2 separate regions of the Triticum aestivum genome follow, and region 1 is linked to region 2. A link is a contact called in public Hi-C data. All regions are on one chromosome and are shown on one strand. The core of a region is the stretch at or near the end of the contact, and the rest is flanking DNA. Distances in the headings are between cores, read along the strand shown. Region 1 has its middle 9.6 kb from the start of LOC123182899. Region 2 holds the start of LOC123174921 (ethylene-responsive transcription factor ERF109).

The links. Hi-C and Micro-C count contacts between places; a contact is called where the count stands out from the background.
Region 1: a contact with region 2 is called in a Hi-C map of leaf, with 4 times the contacts expected there. The contact joins the enhancer-like site here to the promoter of LOC123174921 in region 2.

What each region holds. Positions count from the first base shown.
Region 1 is chr1D:455,725,028-455,730,302 of IWGSC CS RefSeq v2.1, reverse strand. No RefSeq gene overlaps it. Among protein-coding and RNA genes, the nearest start is that of LOC123182899, 9.6 kb to the right of the region's middle. Within about 2 kb of position 1,477, at least 2 of the 8 cell types and tissues checked have an H3K27ac peak or open chromatin away from gene starts, as enhancers often do. A contact at or near this core is called in leaf, where this site is marked.
Region 2 is chr1D:455,638,958-455,644,026 of IWGSC CS RefSeq v2.1, reverse strand. It overlaps LOC123174921 (ethylene-responsive transcription factor ERF109), which reads right to left and starts at 1,761. Exons shown (of 1, transcript XM_044590111.1): 1 at 621-1,761. The coding sequence starts at 1,637. The coding sequence ends at 822.

The sequences.
Region 1 (5,275 bases), core at 228-2,727, 87 kb before region 2:
AGACCAGGGGTTGATCCCTGGTTCCTACCCCATTTTTCCTCTGTAGGAAGCGCGCCTCCTCCTCCCGCACGAGCTAATGGCCCGGCCCATGTGAGGGTGGTGGCGCCCCCTGTTTTCTATTTCATTTTTTCCTTTTACCTTTTCATTTTTGTTTTTGTTTTTCCTTCCTCAAGTTAATTCTTGGATTTCAAAAGAACCAAATTTCAAAATGTTGGGAGCTTTAAAAATATTGAGAAATTATAAAATATTTTATGAATTCAAAAGATATTTGTAAAATCATAAAATGTTCATGATTTCAAAAAAATGTTCGCATATTATAAAAAATCATGATTTGAAATTTATGTATATGAAATAAAAATGTTCATAATTTTCTAAAAATAATCCAGTGTTCAAAACATATTGTGGTATTAGAAAACAAATATACATGAAATTTTAGAAAATGTTCCCAAAAATTAAAACAGATCCGTAAATAATAAACAAAACAAATGGCCGCTTGCATAGAAGTTTTAATAGGGGATTTATAGAGGTCATTTTATGATTTTATTTAGTCCCTCGCATCGGCTTAAAAAAAGTTTTCCGTGTTTCATAGAACGCCGAGCCCCCAAAAAATTGACCTAGCTTTCTATGGGTTAGTTTTTGAAAGCTATATAAAAATGACTACATGTCTATTTTGCCTCCGTACACAACGATGTTTATTCTGGTACCACAGTAATGGGTATGGTAAACACCATTACGCTAGGTCAAAACGAGACAAATTATTCATCTGTCTAACTCAGGCAGGGTCCATCATTGAAGTTTGCCTAGCCCATTTTTTTTTGCGTTGTGGCGCCTTAGGAAATCAAACCGTGATACTTTTTAAAAGTCCCTTATCTCATCATGACATCACTTAGACATGGTTTGTGAAATGAAATTTTAAAAGTCCTTATGTCATCCTGGCATTTGATTCAGACTTTTCTTTATATCTACCACACCTGCATAATCTAATAGTTTTTCTCCCGTTGCAGCGCACGGGCATATTTGCTAGTAGTAGAAAACTAAAAGCCCAATAAAAACTGGACGGGAACCTAAAACGGAGAACAGCTAACTGGGCCAGGTCAGCGGTGTGTGTTTTCTTGTCCGTTTGCTTGACAAATGGAGAAAAGCTTGACCCAAAGTGGTGTGTTATTTTACTTTTTAAATCTATCTTCAATTGTTTTTTTTTGGTCTAATATAAAAGGAGAAGTCGCGTACTTTAAAGTTGACATCACAAAATCTGGATAAAAACTCGGTGACGATTCAATACTTAGCACTTGCATCACCAAGTTTACAGCACACCAAGTCACTGTAGGTCACACACACGTACGCGTCATGCACGACTGTGAGCGCCAGCCAGCAGCAGTCGAAGCGATCGTTCTCGCGTAGCAAAGCCCACAGTCACGCCACTGGTACTCCTTCGTCATACCACCACCAGTTACTTCAACGCATAGAGATTTTGACGTGTTCGACGCTGACCGCAGGGCACTAGTGGCGTGACGGTGGACGCCCCGCGGCTGGGGAGCGGGGAGGAGCTGTCTTCAATCTGTCACCGTCGCTTTCACCACGGGCGACTGCGAGCGAAGAGTCATCTCCGTGGCTCCGCCAGCAGCCAGCCTCTCTTTTTGTTCATTCAAAACTGGGACGGGGCACATCGGCTGGTACTAGTACATACACATTTCTAGCATGGACCCCTGGACGGCGACGTCCCTAGCAACTGGATCGATTTCTTTTTCAGCTAGTATTAAGCAACATGATTCTCATTCTTTTGGTGTTAGAGTTTAAAACGTATATTTTCGGCAGGGAGAGTGAAAAACGTACTCTATGTTATAGGGCATAATATGCTTAGCAGCCAGGTAGACCGTTGATGCATGCGGAACATGTGTTTTTTTTTTACTTTTACCTCTTGATGAAACTTTTTACTCCCTTGCCCTCACACTGTTGTACAGCTTTTTTTTTTTTGCTAGCAAGGTTACTCTTTTTGTCGCCGAATATTTGAAGTACCTCGGTTTTGAAATTCAGCATTTTTTTGTTATTTTTAATATAAACATGTAACTGGAAGGTTCTCAAAATATCGTACTTCCTCTGCTCCATATTAATTGTTGTTGACTTAGTGTAACTTTGTACTCAGAGAAAGTAAGAATAAACCCTTTTTCTATATACAGAACAAAAATACAATGTATCATTTGCACATAACTAGTGTCGTGCCCGTTAGCCGGCACGTCACTACTAAGAGGTATTTTGGCAAATTACCAGTGGCGTGCAATTTTGACCTCGCGCCACTAATAACTTAAACCTATAAGAGTTTCTCTGTCTCTACTAGTGGTCTCTTCATTTTTGTCAGTCGTCTCACTTGGATATCGCTCTTTCAGTGATATGACACAAGTTCGGAGATTTCAGTTGCAAGTAAGTTTCATGAATTTCAATTTTGGGCCGGTCCATTTCATTTGTGAAGAAAGATGGAGGTACGGCCGGAGCACCGAGTCCGACGCCGATGGCGCAGGGGCGAGTGTACTCGAGGCCCGGGACGCCGACAAGGCCTCAACTAAGAAAGAACAAAAGCTATATTGATATGATATTGACAATTATTGTTCTGTTTTAGCTATGATGGGTTAAAATGAACACGGAGTGAAAGAAAATAATGTTTTGCTTTAAAAATGTTTCCTATGAGAAGAAAGTTATCTTTAGCTGGTGAAAATGATGCAACTAACCATGTAGACATGCATGACAGGAGAATTATATTATCATGTGGCTAAAATGTATCATAATTCGAGAACTCGGAATAAGTGGCACTTATTGTAATCCATTATTATAGTGCTACTAAACTATATGGGTTTCATTTTTGAGCCAAATCTAAAAAAATGGCAATAGCTGAAAAGGCAAGCTTCTTAATAACAACACATAAATACCATAAATACTTATTGAGCGTGACAGACTAAAATGGGAAGAAGAATGTAGTATATGTTCCCTTCTCTAGTTCATTTTCTAAGTCAGAGATTAGAAGAAACAAAGAAGATCAATTTTGTTTTACCAATCAGGATATAAGTATTACTGCTTGAAAGCTATAGAGATAGATTGTATGCGACAAGAGCTAGCTCTCCACAACTATCCAAATGCTCTTTTATCTGTAGACATTTATAATTAAACCAAATTTCCTGCTCCTGTCTATATGTTGTTGTAGTTTGACTGCTATTACAACAATTAGATTCCACCGTGTTGACTGGTGTTATTGAGTCAAAACAGAATGACATTTAGCTCGAAAAACTGAATCTTTTGAGAAACATTCTTATGAACAAATGTAATATGAAGCAATGGATATTGACTCAAGAAAGAAATAGTTAATTTTCTTGGTTAACGATACTTGTTGTTTTGCAAATATTCATAGGAAACGTTAAAAAATATCCTCTAAGTGATAATGAATTGTGTGCTAGAATTCACCTTTACGAAATGAACATTTCATCTTCTTTCACTGTATACTTACCAAGCGAAGATGGATAATTTTGTCAACCAAAAAAATAGATGTAGTAACTAAGCATCATCAGTATACATGGCAACTGTAAAAAGGTGAGTGTGATATCCTATTACCTGAAATAAAAAAAAGTTAGGAATATTAGGAGTCTAACTTGGACCTTACTGAGGAATCAATTATTCATTACGATGTAAAGCACATAAACTCTCCATTTTAAAATCCAAATATTAAGAAGTAGCACAAAATGTCATTTATGTACTGGAAGAAAGAAGTGTAAGAATTTGACTATTGGAGCTTGAAGGTAATCTACCATTTATGCATGGATGTCATCCAAGAAAATGATTATCCAATAAAATGTAGCTATCATCAACCATCATTCGAGTTAACAAAAAAATCAACTATCATTCTTAACCCTGTTATTGCTTAACAAATCTCTCATATTCCCAACATAAAGAAAAACAACCATCATTCCGTTGCTCTTTACTTGGAACAATTTCTTATACTGTCGGTTTGTTTCCCTTTGAAAATGTATACAACTCTCGGTTTATACATTATTACAAAGCAGAGCAAAAAAAAAGAGTTTCAGTAGGCGACTAAGGAATCTCATATGTCAATCAATCATACTAATATCTTCAGTAGAAAAAGTGTCGATGGCAGATAATTAGCACATCTTAGTGAACTGAATACACTCTTAAGTGTTAAATCATATGGTCGCCGTAACAAACTGGCACTTTCATCATGTGAGACTAATTTCCCTCCAATGACAACGACAATGGAAGGGAAATGTAGCTTTTTCTATACAAGATTGAATAGGACCAAACCATATTTTTTTTTCAAAATCGCAGTCCATTCTTCCACCAAATAAACAGATGTTGCACCACACAACTATGCACAATGGACTAATCGAGTATTTCATAAGCAGTCAGATTTGGCAATGAAGAGGAAGGAAGAAGGACATGTCCAGTTAGATTGGAGAGGAAGGGTGGCGAGGACTTACGCTATTATCTCAGAGCGCAGGTCTCTCTACTCTTGCCTCTCCCACGAGATAGCATGCCATCCTCCATTAATCGCATTCGGTGCCAATCAATTTCGACTATTGTACCGCATAACTAGAGACCTAGCGTCAACGACAAGAAGAGAACGCGACACCGGCAAGGTGGAATCTGGGTCAAACTGGTCGACTGGATCTCACGAAACGTGCATGTATAGGAAGCAAAGCATGTGGATATATTTCCACACCAGGAAACACAAGAGACTTAGGCATGCTAGAATTATGATGCCTGCAACATTTGTCGTTGGACCCAAACTCTTCTCCATGAAAGTTTTTTCTGTTCCACATCCGATATCTCAAACAATTCCGTCCCATCTTCCTTTTCTCCAAAGCTGGAGAACGCCATGGAGCTGGGGCACAACACAAACATGTTGATGGCTTAACCCTAGGTTGGGATCGAGTTCAGATCAAATCATACGCATGGTAGTTTTACGGGTAAAAGAGATGAAACGCGTATGCATGGTAGTTTATAGGAGTAAAATAGATGAAATATTTTTCCTATAATGGCACTCGTGGGTTATTTCGGTCAACTTTAATGTCAAAGGGCCATTGGTAAAACCTAATGGTTGTTATTTTGTAGTGCGTTAATCATATGGCCAGATGTTACTGATTATTGTGAGATTTTCTATCAGTTTCCTCTATTTTTCACCATTTGTCATTTTAGTAAATAATAGACTATTCCTTGTTGCATCACTTCCAGGTTAGTCACTTGTTCGGAGTTGCCATCCTAAGACTCATTCATG
Region 2 (5,069 bases), core at 512-3,011:
AAAACCTTTCAATGCAAGAACAAATGCGATCATAATCACAACTAAGGTAACAATTGATCCAACGGCATAATGATACCAAGCCTCGGTATGAATGGCATATTTTCTAATCTTTCTAATCTTGAACCGCATTGCATCCATCTTGATCTTGTGATCATCGACGACATCCGCAACATGCAACTCCAATATCATCTTCTCCTCCTCAATTTTTTTTATTTTTTCCTTCAAGTAATTGTTTTCTTCTTCAACTAAATTTAACCTCTCGATAATAGGGTCAGTTGGAATTTCCGGTTCAACCACCTCCTACATAAATAAAATCTATGTCACGTTGGTCGGCATAATTGTCATAAACAATAAATGAACCAAATAGTTATAAAAAGATAATATATACCACATCCGAATCATAGACAGGACGAGGGCCGACGGGGGCGGATACCAGAACCATCGCACTATATAATAACAATGAATAATAAAAGTAAGAAAATTAGACAAGTATCTATCTCAAGTAAGATTTTTTTTTATTTCAGAAAGAAGATAAGAACAAGAGGCTCATCACGATGGTGCCGGCGACGAGATCAGCGCGGGCGATCGACAGCGGTGAACAACATCATAGTGCCAACAAATAATCTAAAAATAGCATTCGTGTTAAGTACATACTGCATGAAAGAGGAGTATGGTTCAACACAACTTTTCCGTTGATCGGGTGCCTATTTATACAGAATTACAACCAAAGCTAGTACGTGTGCTAACCACGTATTGAACAGGATCTAGAAGTCGTGTACATGCGTGTTGATTGAGAGACACGCGCGCGCACTGCCACTGGTCTAACTGCTAGCCATGATACCCCCTAGATCGGCCCCTGGTCGTCTCTTTCCCGGCGCGTGAAACATTTCCAAGGTGTTGTTGACCGCCACCGGGAACAGTAAGCAAAGCTCGCTCTCGTCTAGCTTCATCAAGTCCTGCAAGCCATCCCAGAGCTGTTCCTCTGTTTCCTCCCCGTCCGGGCTGCGTGGCGAGGGCGAGGGCGAGCACGTGTCGGACTTGGCCGTGGCATTGCCGCTGCCGCCCAGCTGCTGCTGCTGCTGCTCGGGGAATGGGAAGTTGAGCTTGGCGCGCGGGCCGCGGAACTCGACGGCGGCGCGGTCGTAGGCCCTGGCGGCGTCCTCGGCGGTGTCGAAGGTCCCGAGCCACACCCGCACGGCGCGGCGCGGGTCGCGGATCTCCGCCGCCCACTTGCCCCATGGCCGCTGCCTGATGCCGCGGTATTGGGTCTTTTTGTTCCTCCGCCTCCTCTGCGGCCCGCCCGCCGCCGCCTTCGGTGCGTCCAATGCAGCCGCCGCCGGCGGCCTGGCCTCCGCGCCGATGAACTCGCACCCGAGGCACGCATCCATCCTGCACGCCGGGCACACCTCCTTGCTCGCCGGGAAGAAGAAGTCCGGCACCGGCGTGGCGTACCCTGAGATGACGTGCAGCAGCGCGGCGACCATGGCGCTATGCTCCTGCTCGGACGAGATCGCCCTGGCCGCGAACGGCGGCGGCGGCGGCTCGACGGTCGACGGGTCCTCGAACTCGAAGTGGCCGTCGAACCGAATCATGTACTCCTGGCTCGCATCCAGTGTCGGCGATAAGCCGAAGGTCATCTCCGCGTGTGTGTTCCTGCTGCCGTTGATTGAGCTGAGGGGCTGAGAGCTGACTGTGGGTGTTGTCTGAACTCTGAAGTGGGAGCTCCACTTGAGCTGTGTGATGGCCGTGGGTGTTGTTTGAAGTGATGGGGAACAAGTGAGGCGGGGGAGAAATATATACGCTCCGGTCGACGTCGCAGGGGACGCGGCGCATGCAGAACAGCGCGCTGTTTAAGGCCAACGGGGATGGCGTGCGAAACGTGCGCGTCCAGGGGCCTCGGGTTTGTTTGCTTACGAATCCCGGTTTTGCCCTCCAGGGACGGGACATGACCGATCGGTCGGGTGAGGGTGACGCCGGTAATGACGTTAGTGGAAATGAGGGTGGGATTTGGATGGGATGGGATCTGTACAGCAGATGACGTCGGTCCGTCCGTTGGTTGAAAGGGTCAAAGCGGGTCAAGGGACGTTGGTTCTCAGGGGGTTGGCCGTGAGAGGTCGGCTAGCTGGTTTTGTTGGAAGTCTGGTTCTTCTAGATGGTTTTCCTATTTTTCGATTGACGACCAATCCATTAGCAACTTCAACGGGCGACCCAAACGGGCGGCGCATTTGTCCGCTTTTTGTCCGTTTGGATCGGCCGTCCGTCCGGCATCCGCCCAGTTTTACATTTGGATCAACAGTGCGCTCAACGCGCCGATCCATTTCATGTCCGCATTCAACCTGTAAATAAAAAAGGCCCGCGGCCGATCATGCCAGTGGCCATGTCTCATGCCGGCACCAATGCCAACGCCGGCATACAATGCCGTCCTCAGAAAATATCACCACAGTTCTTGCTGGCGCACTCGCCAACAGGCCGGCACACATGCCAGCACACAAAAAAGGATGTGACTTGAGTTCGACCACGCCATCGCGGCTCCCGTGGTCATGCCGGCACACCTGCCGGCATACAAAAAAGATGGCGCTCGCCGCCATAGATCAATCGTCGTCGAACTTGAGCATGTCGGCCTGCATCTTCTCGAACCACGGCCTCTTCCTTGGCGACACGGTGTTGAGATCCACTTTCATGTTCTCCACCCCGGTCATCATGCTCGCAAGATCCACTTCTTTCGCCTTGGTCTTGGCATTGGCGGCCTCGATCTCTAGCATCTTGCCTTGCTTCTCCGCCTCGAGCTCGAACATCTTGGCTTGCTTCTCGGCGTCTAGATCAAGCCTCCTCCTTTGGATCTCCATGAAAGCATCCATTTGCTCCGCCTTGGAACAACGGCGCTCCTCCTTCCTTGAGTCCTTCTTATTCATCATGCTGTTCACGCTTGCGATCAAGGCGTTGGTGGCCGCATCTCGCTTGTCCTCCTTCTTGGAGTTAGTCTTCCCCCGCGGCCATGCCGGCTCGCCCTTCCCAACATCCTCCACGACTTTCTTCCCCCCACGTGCCTTGAGTGCGGCATATTGCGCCTTGAACTTCTCCTCGTTCTTGATGACCCGATAGCAATGGGAGAGGTTGAAGCACTTGTCGTTGTGTTGAACCTTGAATGCCTCCAAAGCTTGAAATGCCTACAAAATATTTCCATGCAAGCATATGGGCAAGTGATATGCAAATGAACACGCAAAGGATGAACTTGATGACACAAAAGAGGGCGGCTTGCTTGCTAGCATACCATGTCTTGCATGCCGATGCCGCTCACGGGGCGGGCCTTGACGCTCTCAAGAGTGGCGCAAAACTTGTTGCACTCTTGTTGGATCACCCTCCACCGCTTGGAAATAAAGACCCACCCGCACGTGCTCACAAATTGATAAGGTGGAAACTTCTTGCGCTCATGAAACTCTCGGTGGACACAAATCCAAAAAGTTGAATGCTTTTGCTTGGCGCCCGTCTTGGGGTCTTGTCCAATGTCTCGCCAGCACTCGCAAAGAAGTTTGTCCTCGGCCGCCGTGTACGCCTTCGTGCGCTTGCTCTTGCGCTTCGGCTTAGGACCGGCGGCTTGGTTGGCGAGCTCGTCCTCGAACAAAGGCTCCACTTCGATGTCGCACTCGTCCTCTTCCTCTAGCCCGTAGTCGTCCGGGAACTCGTGGTCGAGGGGGAAGCCGTCCAGGTCGATGCCGACCTGATCACGCATGAAGGCCGCCTGATCGGGATCATAGCCAGCGGCCGGCGTGAACGCCCCGCGGCCGTCCTGACTTTGTGTCTCGTCGGGATCATAGCCAGCGGCCGGCGCACCGCCGTCGAAGATGAGGTTCTGCATGTAGTCCACGTCGACGGCGGACAGCATTTCCTCGAACAGGTTGCGGGCGTCTGGGAGCTCGCCGGCCGGCGTCTGTCCCACGCGTTTCCTCGTGCCGCCGAATGACGAGCCACCGACCACCGGGGTGGCGTTGAGGTCGATGGGCGCGGGCGCGGGCGTGAAAGGCGCGACCATGCTCACGTCGGGCGAGCACTCCCCGGAGAGGCGGGAAGCCTGCGGGTACACGTAGAAGCCGGGGATCGGGTTGCAAGCCGATGCGCGGGGCGAGTCGGGCAGCACCATCGAGGAAATGCAGACGAGCCGGTGCTGGCCGCGGCGACGGCGGCTTGGACGAGGCCGTGCTGGCTAGGGTTTAACCCTAGCATGTAGAGCGCCTCCCTCGTTGCCGCCGCGACGCGGGTGTTGGTGACCTCCTGCTGCGTGGCGGCGACGGCGGCGGCCTGCGCGGCGGCCTCATCCCTCGCGTCCGCGGCGTGCCTCCGGCCCTTCGTCTTGGCCGACTCCCTTGCCCGCTGTTCGGGCGTCAGCGCCTTTTTCGGCTTGGTCGCGGCGGCGGTCTTGCGTGGGGCACGAGGCTTGCCTTTCCCGGAGGGGGCGGCGGCGCCGGACGAGGCGAGGGAGGCGAGGTCGGCGGCGGCGTCGAGGTCGATGACATCGTCCATGGCTGGTTGGGGACGGGAGCGCGCGCGGGCGGGAGTGTTTTTGGGGGAAAATGGGGGGGGGAATGGTGGTGGCTCCCACCGACCGGCGGGCCCGGGGAGAGGAATAGGCGCGCGCGCGTCCGTCTCGTGTCCGCGCCGACGCAAATCCGGTTCAAAATTGGGCCGGGAATGGGTCACCCGCGGACGAAAAACGGATGCGCGTCCATTTGGGTCGGCGTGTTGGGCCGACTTTTCTGTCCATAACGACCTAAACAGACGGCGGCGGACGAAATGGGTCACCCCATTAAAGTTGCTCTTAAGAACCTGTTCCGAACGAAGATATACAAAGAAATTAGGGAGTAGCAATAAAACTTACAGTATGAATGAGATTACACAAGAAACCATAGAGGAAACTGGAGGATGAAGCGTTCACATCAATGCGAAAACACACAGGAAAAGAAAAAAATCAATTTTTTATTTGGCTAAGCGGTATTCTTCTTTCGTCTACAACCTCAAGCGTCTTCTCTTGGTGATCTTCTTGCGTCTACAACCTCAAGTGTCTTCTCTTGCTG